Regions from separate parts of the Dromaius novaehollandiae genome. Here region 2 is linked to region 1. A link is a contact called in public Hi-C data. All regions are on one chromosome and are shown on one strand. The core of a region is the stretch at or near the end of the contact, and the rest is flanking DNA. Distances in the headings are between cores, read along the strand shown. Region 1 overlaps LOC112982221 (a long non-coding RNA gene). Region 2 holds the start of FOXI1 (forkhead box I1).

Region 1 (5,422 bases), core at 1,586-4,085:
TGTTGTGTCAATTGAGTGCCAGTGCAAGATGCAAAGGAGAAGCAAAAACATGGGATGGGGAGCCCAAAGTTAGATAAGCTCAGCTATATCTTCAAAATACACCTGAAGTGTGAATCTTCCATTAAAAAAAGCATTTAGGGACAGATAATGCCTTTCCAATGCATTTAACTTCTGCGGAGCAGGAGCCTTTTAGTAGGTGTCATATTGTTTCTTTCTGCATTTCTCCTGAGGATACCTGTAAGATCTAATTGTCAGAGACTTGAGAATACACTTCGGTCAAATTGCTCGCGTTTTTTCACTCGTGTTAAGAGTATTTTATCAGGACAGGAATGTAGCTTTTTAAGTGTTGAAATTTCCAGTTTTTGCAGGGCCCACCAACTTTATATTCTTAACATATCAGAGGTTAGCTGGTATGACCATCTTTTTCACACATTGAGTGTGAAAAAAGGTCCTTTGGTTTGAAAATAACATCAATGTTAGAAATTAGTCTTTATTTTGCAATGTACTAACATTGTAGATGAAGAAGTTGAGAAGAGTGGCCATAAAAGTGCTGTTAGAAAAATTTCTCCTCTGTAAAAAGACTTTATGATGCAATTTATCATACTGATTTCAGGAATAATTCCAGAAGGAACTCTCCTGAATTTGAGAGGGGTTTTATTTTAGAAAATGGTGATATTCAGTTATAAAAGAAAATATCATAATATGTGAACTACTATGAGTTATGTAGTGATATACCAGTGATATATAATGTTATTGCGAAAATACAATAAGAGTAATTTGAAAATTAAAATCCATTAACTAAATGTTGAAAGAATCTTCTGTAATTCTGATCTAAACATGTTCTGATAGTCAAATTCTATGAAAAATGATTTTTGTAGGAAATTTCTTCTTTTTTTCCAGTTTGATTTAAAAATTAAAATGGTCATTTAATATACATAATATTAGATGGAATGAAAATATTACCCTTTAGTGAGGCCTAACAGGGAACTTGGTGTGGCAAGGCGATTGCCTGATGACACAAAAATGAAGAAAATGTTGCAGCAGCTTCCATGAAAGCACAGTGTTTTTACTATGTAGAATTCACAGCAGAATCAGAAACAGTGGTAGTCCACCTTGTGTGAAATTATGATACATAAAGTAAACTATACAGCTGATGCCACACCTACAAAATGGTATAGAAATCTAACACATATCTTGCGCCTTAATGTCATCTTTTTCAGCTCAGTATTCTCATCCTATCATAAAGGCTATTCTACTTAAAGGCACAAAGGAAAGGAGAGATCCAACAGTCAGAAAAAACAGAAAACAGCAAAGATGGCTACAGTGAGAACCAGCTTTTCTCTAAACATCAGCCTTACCAGAATTTGATTCAGATTGCTCAGGGCAGGCCTTTCTTGGTAAGTGGATTCCAGAGCTTCTGCCAAGTTAGCTGTTTAAAAAGCATTTCTGTCAACATTATGGCTAGATTTTTTTGCAAGCCAACCAAAACTAATATTTTCTGATTTATGCAAGCTATTTCTCATGTCTCCCTTACCATATCAGATGCTATTACTCAGCTGCTTCTGTGAATCAGTGTCTGTCAAAAGCAGACTTTAAATTGCTGTATTTACAGCAGGATCTGAACAAACATGTTTAGGTTTGTTTTACTTTGTTTACTCTGTTTTTAACGTGTTTTCCACTCACAATATAATAAGGCAGAATACAGTGTTGCCCTGTCAGCAAGTAACATGTTGCCAATAAATTTTGTTCAAGTAAATTTATTTAATCAAAGCTCTTAGCTGACATTGTGCACATCACTGTGAGAATTATAGAAGACTACCTTAGTGAGCTGAAAAAGATGACATTAAGGCATATGATATATGTTAGATTTCTGTTGTTGCTGTGGCATCAGCCGTATAGTTGCGTGGGTGGATATTATCATCAGTTTAGAGATGGGGTACTTGAGACAGTCTTTGATTGTCTCGAACATCACTGTACAGTGATGGCAGAATCGGAGGTTGTACCTTAGTCTCTTCCAGCTAACTGCCTGGAGTATTCCTCATGCATTTCCTCAGAATAAATGCTAACGTTGCTGTCACTAAACCTTCAGCTTTATAAAAGGCACATGTGGTGCTATGATGTATCTCCAATAGATTTGAAGAAGTATTAAGACCAGCGATCTGGGGATACTTCATCTGGAACACAGTTATTATCTATCAACTGTGTTCAAGAAAGGACATTCAAATGGGAACAGGTAGAGAGAAGCGCTGTGATGATCAAGGAATTGGAGTGATTGTCCTAGGATAAAAGATGGAAACTTATTTAATTAGGTGAAACAGAGGCAGTTGGGATTTGAGCGCTGTCTACAAATACGTAAGGGACAAATAAAAGCTGAGGCTAACAGATAATGTTGGCACAAGAGCCAAAAGGTATAAATTGGCTATGAGTAAATTTGGGGTGGAAATTAATAGAATGTTCCTAGCCATTAGAGCAAAGAAATTCTGGAATAGTCTTCCAAGAGAAATAGTGAGAGGGAAAAATAATCTGTTTTTAATATGGAGCATAATACTTCTACAAAAGGATGATATGGTGCAGTGGCCATAAAAGGCAACTGCACTCATTTACTCATGAGATCACGTTGGAGTCTGTGTTGCTATAATCCTAAATTTCTATGTGTCATTTGAAAGCCTGAACAGAATTATTACCACTTGCAGGCAAGAATTTCATTATCACAGAACCAGGCTATTCCTTGCCCTAGAAACAGTACTGTCAAAATTTCAAACAGGTTGCTCTTAGTAGGTACTGGTTACCAAAGCAAGGACTGACAGGGAAGGCTATGCTGATGTAACTGCTACAGTGTATAGGACATGTAAATGCAAACTGCAAACCTGCATTATCTGCTGCCGCAAGTGAAGTGGGGCTATGTGGATAGCAGCAAAACAGGTGACCTAGTAATACTGCTCCTTTTTTGTGCCTTTTTTTTTTTAATTAATGTTCACAGCAACCTTACTGTCATTACAACCCGCTGTTATGGTTTGGCATTATTACTTTTTTATGTAAGGTGTTCTTGAAATACCATGCTGCCCTCTTGAGGTTGCATAACACATGGTTTAGGTTTGGGGTTTTTTAATCAGTTACAGGAAAGAAAAAGACATTTTAATGGAAATCTGTTTCTTACAGAAATAGGCAGATTAGGTGTGAGAGTTTCACTCTATCTGTGTTTTGGAAGCCCCAAAGGAGCTGGGCATGCAAATCCTTGCAAAAATCTGACTCTAAATTCCTCAGCCTTAACTCCTCCAGTGATCTAGAGGATCCTGTGCAAAAGTGTCATTGGCTGGCAGTAGAGCTTGGTAGGGTTGTTTGGTTACAAACATTGTGGTATTTTGATTTGAACACAGAAATAATCTGCAGGGATGAGAGGAGACATGTTTCTAATACTTTGGGCTGGCCAACAGTCCTGTAAGAGTTTGGTCCTGCTACTATCAATACTAGTAAGGCACAGAGTGACAGATGTGTCCTCTGCTGCAGCGATCTTGCTGCCTGATAGTTTCTTCCAACTGTGGTGTGTCATTGAAATGATTTTTTAAGAGAACTAAATGTGTTTAGGTTGGCCAAATGAGGATGTAAGTGGTTAGAACAAGTGTTGTAAAGCACGTACAAGATAAAAGCACAGAGGAGAGAGACTGTAACAGAAACTGCTTTTGATACCACTGGGAATACTGAGGTGATATTAAAAAGGGGAAAGTTACCACAGGCACCCTGTGTAATAGTCCCTTTTAAGTGAATTGCTTAAGATGAGACTAGGTGGAGAATAGTGGGAATGCTATATGGTGAAGGAGGTTGTTTAATTGCTCGTTTTCCATTTATTGCTCTTGGAATCAGTTTATAGGGCAGTGTGTTCATCAGAGACAAGTAGAATGGAATGTAACAAGAAGGAGCCACAGTGGTGTGTTCCTACACCACTATAAGGCTTGGATTTGACAGGATATGAGGAGACTTTTTAGCCATCTGTTTTCTCTCTTTCTGCTCCAGAGTGTCTGTGCCATTCCAGGGGATTCCTAGAGAAGATGAATGATAGCAGCTAGAGGCAGATGTAAAACATGCTGCGTGTGATTTCTAATGGCAGAAAGTTTGGCAGAACTCCTACTGCCATGACTAGAGCAAAGGTTTCCTTTTGTCTGTCTAGTTTTAGAATACTTGCTGCCTGTCTCTAGAGGTTCATTTCAAACCTCAGCTGTGTTAATATAAGTGGGATTCAGTGCCCGTGCAGTGTTGGGTGAAGCCTGTTTCAGTCTCGGTGCGATGTTTGGCAGACAACACTTTGTTGGCAACAAGGGTGGGAATGACTGGCAGCTGTAATAGCAATGCCAAAATGAATGCTAGTCTTTGCACTATGAACTCCCGTTCCAGCTGCTCAAGCAGGGATCACCCTGTAGTCCATCTGCCATCTGCCTGCCTTCACTAGAAACTTGTAATTTGACTTCACGTTGAACAAATATCCATAGAATGACTAGTGTTATGCACCTCAAAACCATCCCCATTACAGGAACAAGTAGTGTTACTAAGCATAGGAGAAGTACTTATTTTTAATATCATGCAAAACCGCTTTGGCTATTTGACACAGCAAAGCCAATGCCCTTCTCTGGTATCTTCTAGAATTTCTGTAAAAGAAGCACTGGTCCATGTATTAGCCCGTCTTTTGTATCCAAAATTTCCACTTTACAAGACCCAGAGTACTGTACTTCCCGATAAATATTTTCAAGTAGTCTTGTAGTCTGTCTGTAATGATTGGCATATGTAAAAAGTAAACACCAAAAGAAATAGGAAAAAGCTGAATAAAAAATTACCTAAAAGTGTTGTTAGCTGACTATGAAACAGACTTGCGTTTTCAGAGCTTGCTTGGTTGAATGAACATTTGCGTTCATTCTCAAATGATCAAATGGATATTTCCAGGTGAGGATATACCTGATAAAGCCAGCAACCATGCAAAGAAACTTCAAGAGCTTAAGAGGGTTTTATTTCAAGTACAGAATAAAGCATTTAGAAGTAATATGAGAAGCAGAACTACCGATGGAAAAAACCTGTTTCTTCTTGAAAACAAATCCTATTTAATGACTCTGTTATTCTTCACAAATGAATCTTTTCATGTGGAGTGAGCTTAACTGAGTACAATCTTTTCCCTTCCCTTACTGCAGAGTAGATATGTCTCCTTGCTCAATGCAACATTACTCTTCAGCCCCTTTCCTGCCTGATATAACATGCTTCTTCACTTGTGTTGTCCATAACTTCTTTCAGAGACCTACAAAGCCAAAATACTGGTATATGTCCTCATGACCTAGAATGTAAGTGCGCAACTGTAGTGAAACAAATACTGAATAGGGAAAACTTACCTTCAACTGCCTGCCACCTCCCTCATGACATTGCTCTCATCTGTTCCTGTTTC
Region 2 (5,422 bases), core at 1,342-3,841, 70 kb before region 1:
TTTTTATTTTAGACTTTTTAGCCCTAAATGTGATCTGTCTGTGTAGCTTTGCCAATAAATCACCTGTTCCCAGCTTTTTTCTATGGAAGCCTCACTATTTTCCCTTCTCCTTTCACCACTTCTGGGATTGTTACTTTCTCCTTCCACCCCTGTCAAAAACAGCCATCTCAGTGGTGAGACTTTAATTCTGGCTAGATTTAAGTGCACTTCAGACCAGCCCTGCTCAGAGCAATCACAGCTTGAGCAAAGTTTACTCCTCCTTTGCTGTATTTTGCCTGCATAAGCAGCATCTGTACCTGAAGTGCTGTGCTAGAAAAGGTACTGCACTGATTCTCAGGCAGTAAGGCGTGCCCACAGTACTGACAAGGTACCATTTTTACTGGCGTTGTTTATACTCCTATCTGAGTAGATCAGGCACAGTCAGTTGGAAGAAAAATGCTGCTGATCAGATTGTGTCTATGTTAGAAACTGTGCCAGCATGCACATGCCAGGGAGGGATCAGACCTTTGCACTTTCTTTCAGAGACACATAGGCAGAAGACTACAGCTGCCTTCATATTTCATTGCTCCAAGAGCAGTACTTGCCCTTCTTCACCCCAGTGCTCTCTTTGCTAGTTCTGTGTGATACTTTGTTAAAATGTCACATCAAGGTAGGTCTGGTAGTGACTTGGCCGTTCTCAGGCAGTGGCAGACCACAGTTAGGGGCTGACCTTGCTGAAATGTACTGTGTCAAAACTTCATAAAGCTTACAACCTCCTTCAATGTCTGGTTGCAGAAGTGATATTTTTTCTCCTTGGAGGTAAAGGATATTTTTAAAGCATGCATTTACCCAGCACCCATTACAGTGTTTTAACTGTAAATAAGCAAGCAGAGCACTGCAGGGAGTAAGTATTGAGATGCCACTCATCAAAGTCCCTGCTGCAGTGAGCTGAATTTTTACTTCTTGGAATAAACAAACCTTGAGCAAGTTTTAATAAATTAGCAAGTTTTTTCTTGTTTTTTTTCCAGCAATAATGTAATTTGTTCAGAGGATCATAAATTTGTCATGTTTTCTTATCACGCAATATTCTGGGTGTTGGTGCATTCTAAAAATGACTCTGGTTTTTACTCTTTGGAGCATTTCCTAAACATTTTGTCCTACTGATTCTTCTGTAACTACTGGTGTTTATTAGCAATATTTGTAACATTAATATTTACAGGATTACAAATGCACCTTGAAAATATATCTATATATTTTTTTTCTTGTGCTGCAAATGAGTTTATGTGAAGTGAAAGCACGTATTTATTAAATAACAGCTTCAGAGAGACATTTCTGAGCTGGCAAACTGGCTAGCTTTGTCATTCAGTACTCTTGTGTTTCAGTTGTAATGCTAGTGACATTTTTTGATATCTATCAAAGCAACAAACAATACAAACGTTATGTTGGTGAATCACTCCAATACTTGGGGAGGAGATAAATCTTGGTGGTGATGCTGCAGCACAGACAATTCAGTGACTTCATGAATGTGTGACAAAGCAAAAAATTCTTTGGGACAGCCAGGAATTCAAATATGCAGGTCGAAATTTAAGCTTATGCAGAAATCATGGGAGTAGTGCCATCTTAAAGGCCTTCTTGTCACACTAGGACTTAAATATTTTCTTTAATTGCATAGATTACTAAAGCCGAGTCTAGTTCCAAATATATGTATGCAAATGTCACTGCTTTTGTCTGAGGAGAACTGTAACTATGCGTTTAATTACTGTACAGTCTCCTACGCAGTTGCATGGTCTAAGAGCCATCCTCATTCTGACATATGCATTGGTGAGGATGCAGCTTTTTTTTTTTCTCCTTTGTAAGTATAGGGTGCCAGTCAAGGCAATGATAACTATTTTTCCAAGTCATGAAAGGGCTAGAGGTTTTTGCTTGTTGCTTATTATTATGGAATCAACTTTTGTTTGTATAGCTATAAATGAAGTTCTTGGAATTCAGCTGAAACAAGAGCTATGCTGAAAAGTGTCCCTTTTCTGCCTGGAAATTCTGCTAAGGGGTTTTATGACCTCTCTGCACCAATCCTGCAGCAAAGAGGAAGCAACAAATAATGATTCCCCATCTCAGTTTACCTATTTACAACTCTAATGAAAGGTTTGATAATTAAGCTTGAAAATTTTTTCCCACAAGATTAATCCTTACTTTACTGAGTAATTCCATTTAAATCAGTAAGATTTCTGCAACCGGTTACTCACGTGAGTATTTGGCTCCAGTACTATGATTGCCTAGGGGGAAGTACAAGCAAGTCTGCAATTAAAATTACAGAAGGAAAAGGAGATCTGACCTTTTAAAAAAAAGTATATGTATGCCTACTGTTTCATTGAAGAATGACAATAGCTTTTGCATTCTGAGGTGTTACTAGCAGCACTGTATAACTACTTTTCTTTAAAAAGAAAGGTAGAAAAGGTAGAAAGAGGAGGATCTGCGATGAGGGCTTTTAACTTCAAGGCACCTTAGGCTTTCTTTATGTGCATTACATTAGTGGAAAATTCCTTCATTCATTTAAAAAGATAAACAGTTGTAACTTTCACGTTTGGTTGATGTGACATCTATGACTCGCTGGGGCTGCCAGCATTCCAAAAAGGATATCGTCCTCATCTGCAGCCACTCAGGGCTTTGGGGTGGAGCCTGCAGCACAAGCCGAAACATTTACAGGTGCATAAGTACGTGGGGAAGGGCACAGGTGATGCACCTGTCTCAGGAAGGAGAACTAGCACAGGTGTGTTGTAACTCAGTCAGCTGCTTGTTTTAGAGCATGAGCTCCTTTGATCCACAAACGCACTCTCCACCACGCTGCAGCCCACAATTTCCAAATATTGGTCAAGAACCTCCGGAGATGAATATCTACTATGAGAACTTTTTCCATCCACAGAATATCCCAAGCCCACAACGACCTACCACCTTTGAGACGACGGACTACAACGCCACTCCCAATCCTTACCTCTGGCTAAATGGACCTTCCATTACCCCACCACCATACCTCCCAGGATCCAATGCCAGTCCTTTCATTCCTCAGTCTTATGGGATGCAAAGGCAGCTTTTGCCGAACATGCATGGCTTGGGAGGAACTGACCTTGGCTGGCTTCCTCTCCCATCCCAGGAGGAGCTGATGAAGTTGGTTAGACCACCTTACTCCTACTCTGCACTAATTGCCATGGCTATCCATGGAGCGCCGGAAAAAAGGTTGACTCTCAGTCAGATCTACCAGTATGTGGCCGACAACTTCCCGTTTTATAACAAAAGCAAAGCTGGCTGGCAGAACTCCATACGACACAACTTGTCTCTCAATGATTGTTTCAAGAAGGTGCCTCGAGATGAAGATGATCCAGGTATAGCTTTTCTCCTCCTTTTAAACTTGATTAATTTTAAAATGCCTAATATACTGTAAAGAGACAAAATAGGCCAGATTTGGGGCATATCCGTAGTAGCTCCTCTATTTTCATAATGCTGTGCTGGAAGGCACCCATGCATACTTGAGATCTGAATCAATGTTGCTAATAAATCTCTGCAGGGAAGGGGATTCTTTACTGCCCTAGGTCTTCCTGAGAACTGATCAATGTGCTGAGCACACAGTAAGCACAGGATCAGCCTAACTGAGCAAGACCCACTCAAAACTCTTTTGGTGTAATGCATATGACTTATGTCTAACATAACTTGGAATTAATGGAAAGAGGGTAAGACAAATTCAGACATGTCTATGAAATTCAGCAGCTTTAGGGATTCAACAACTATTCTCATTAACAGTATGCTTTTGTTTTGTTTCAAATAGTGTTTTGCTTGGAATCACAGCTCTTCTGTTTCCAACCGCTTAGCCAGTTTGCTGTCAAATTGTTCCTTTATTTATTGTTTTCTATCAATAGCTCTTAAGAAATATTAAGAACATTTAAAAATAGTTCAATTACTCTGCCACAGAGGGCCAGGAATCTGGTTCTGTCTCATTAGTGGCCTCTCCTACCCCACTGAATGAAGAGGAGCAGCCCAGAATATGGTTTGATCACTCTGTGCTGTAAATTCAGACGACCAGCTATATGCTGAAAACTTTTACTGAAAAAAAAAAAAACACCAAAAAGCAAACAAACAAATAACAACAACAAAAAAACCCACAACCCACCAAATTCCCTATGGCTCCACTTGAAGTTTTGGCTGTGTGCTGTGTTGGAACTATGAGATTCAGCCCAACACTTCACACGCTTCTCTGAATTCAACAGACTTTTGCTTTTGTGCAATTAAAAAATGCGTAACCTTTTGCTCTTGCAATTGCTATGTTTCTCTGAAGAAGCGGTAGAAACATATTGAAAAGTCCTAGAAAACTGCTCTTTGCTGTCTGTGTGCATATCTTTATACTAAAAATGTGTTTCATCTCCTTCAACAGGAAAAGGAAATTACTGGACTCTAGACCCAAACTGTGAGAAGATGTTTGACAATGGAAACTTTCGCAGGAAGAGGAAAAGAAAATCTGACACTGGGACCAGTGCTGCCTCTCTTGCATCTGAGAAATCAGAGGATAGTGCCCTGACTGGCAGCCCCAAAGATATAGAGCATCAGGATATCTTGGAAAACTCATCACCTGGGACTGACAATTCACCTGAGAAACGATCTCCATCTCCATCTTCCAGTAGTCCCTGCCTCAGTAACTTCCTCTCCAGTATGACTGCATATGTTAACGGCTCCAATTCAGTGAGCCGATCAGTGCCTTTGGGACTCAACACTGAACCCATTGACAAAATGGGACAGAATATGGTAGGCTTTAATTCTTATTCCCCACTCTCTAATATCCCCAGCCATGGTGTGGGAGAGTGGTCCAATTCTATGCCTTCCAGCCATCTTGGTTATAGCAACTCAGTGCTCAATCAGTTTAACACCCATTTTTACAGCAGTATCAGTACAAATAACACCTTGTATCCTAGGGAGGGGACAGAGGTTTAAATAAAAAAGGATTGCAAGACAGTAAAGTATGGGTATTTATAAGAGGTAATGTTCTGTGGGCAGATGATTAGTGTTAGCCTGTTGTCTCTGGGACCTACATTGCATTCTACCCTCTGACAGCTCCACACTTGTTACCCATTATACTTACACAAATCACAAGCACTCCACATTTGGTAGCTCCACATAAAATTTCAGGTTTCGGGGTTGTAACAACAGTAGCCAAGAGTTCTCCTGCAAGATAGTGTATGTACTGTTCCCAGCCATGCTCTTCTGTGGACACCCTTGAAGAGCTAGTGTTTGCCTTTAGGCCTAAAACTTTCTGGCATGGTACTAATATCGCTATGATGCTTTTCAAGTGCTAATATAAATGTGGTTATATCTCTAAATATCCCTTCTTGCTGACATAGGCTGTCTACACTAGACATGTTTGACAAGTTCTTATTTAGACAAATCTATTCTGAGACACTGA

Evidence for each region. A called contact is a pair of places that touch in the nucleus more often than the background predicts.
Region 2: a contact with region 1 is called in a Hi-C map of liver, with 9 times the contacts expected there. The contact joins the promoter of FOXI1 here to the enhancer-like site in region 1. A contact is called at or near these places in 3 of 4 Hi-C or Micro-C datasets (brain, liver and ovary).

What each region holds. Positions count from the first base shown.
Region 1 is chr15:5,075,969-5,081,390 of bDroNov1.hap1, reverse strand. The region is part of intron 2 of LOC112982221 (a long non-coding RNA gene); the gene reads left to right. Among named protein-coding and RNA genes, the nearest start is that of LCP2, 67 kb to the right of the region's middle. Within about 2 kb of position 2,835, at least 1 of the 2 cell types and tissues checked has open chromatin away from gene starts, as enhancers often do.
Region 2 is chr15:5,145,788-5,151,209 of bDroNov1.hap1, reverse strand. FOXI1 (forkhead box I1) reads left to right here and starts at 2,591. Exons shown (of 2, transcript XM_026098448.2): 1 at 2,591-3,356; 2 at 4,400-5,422. The coding sequence starts at 2,783. The coding sequence ends at 4,953. All of the region lies in intron 3 of LOC135330013 (a long non-coding RNA gene), which reads right to left.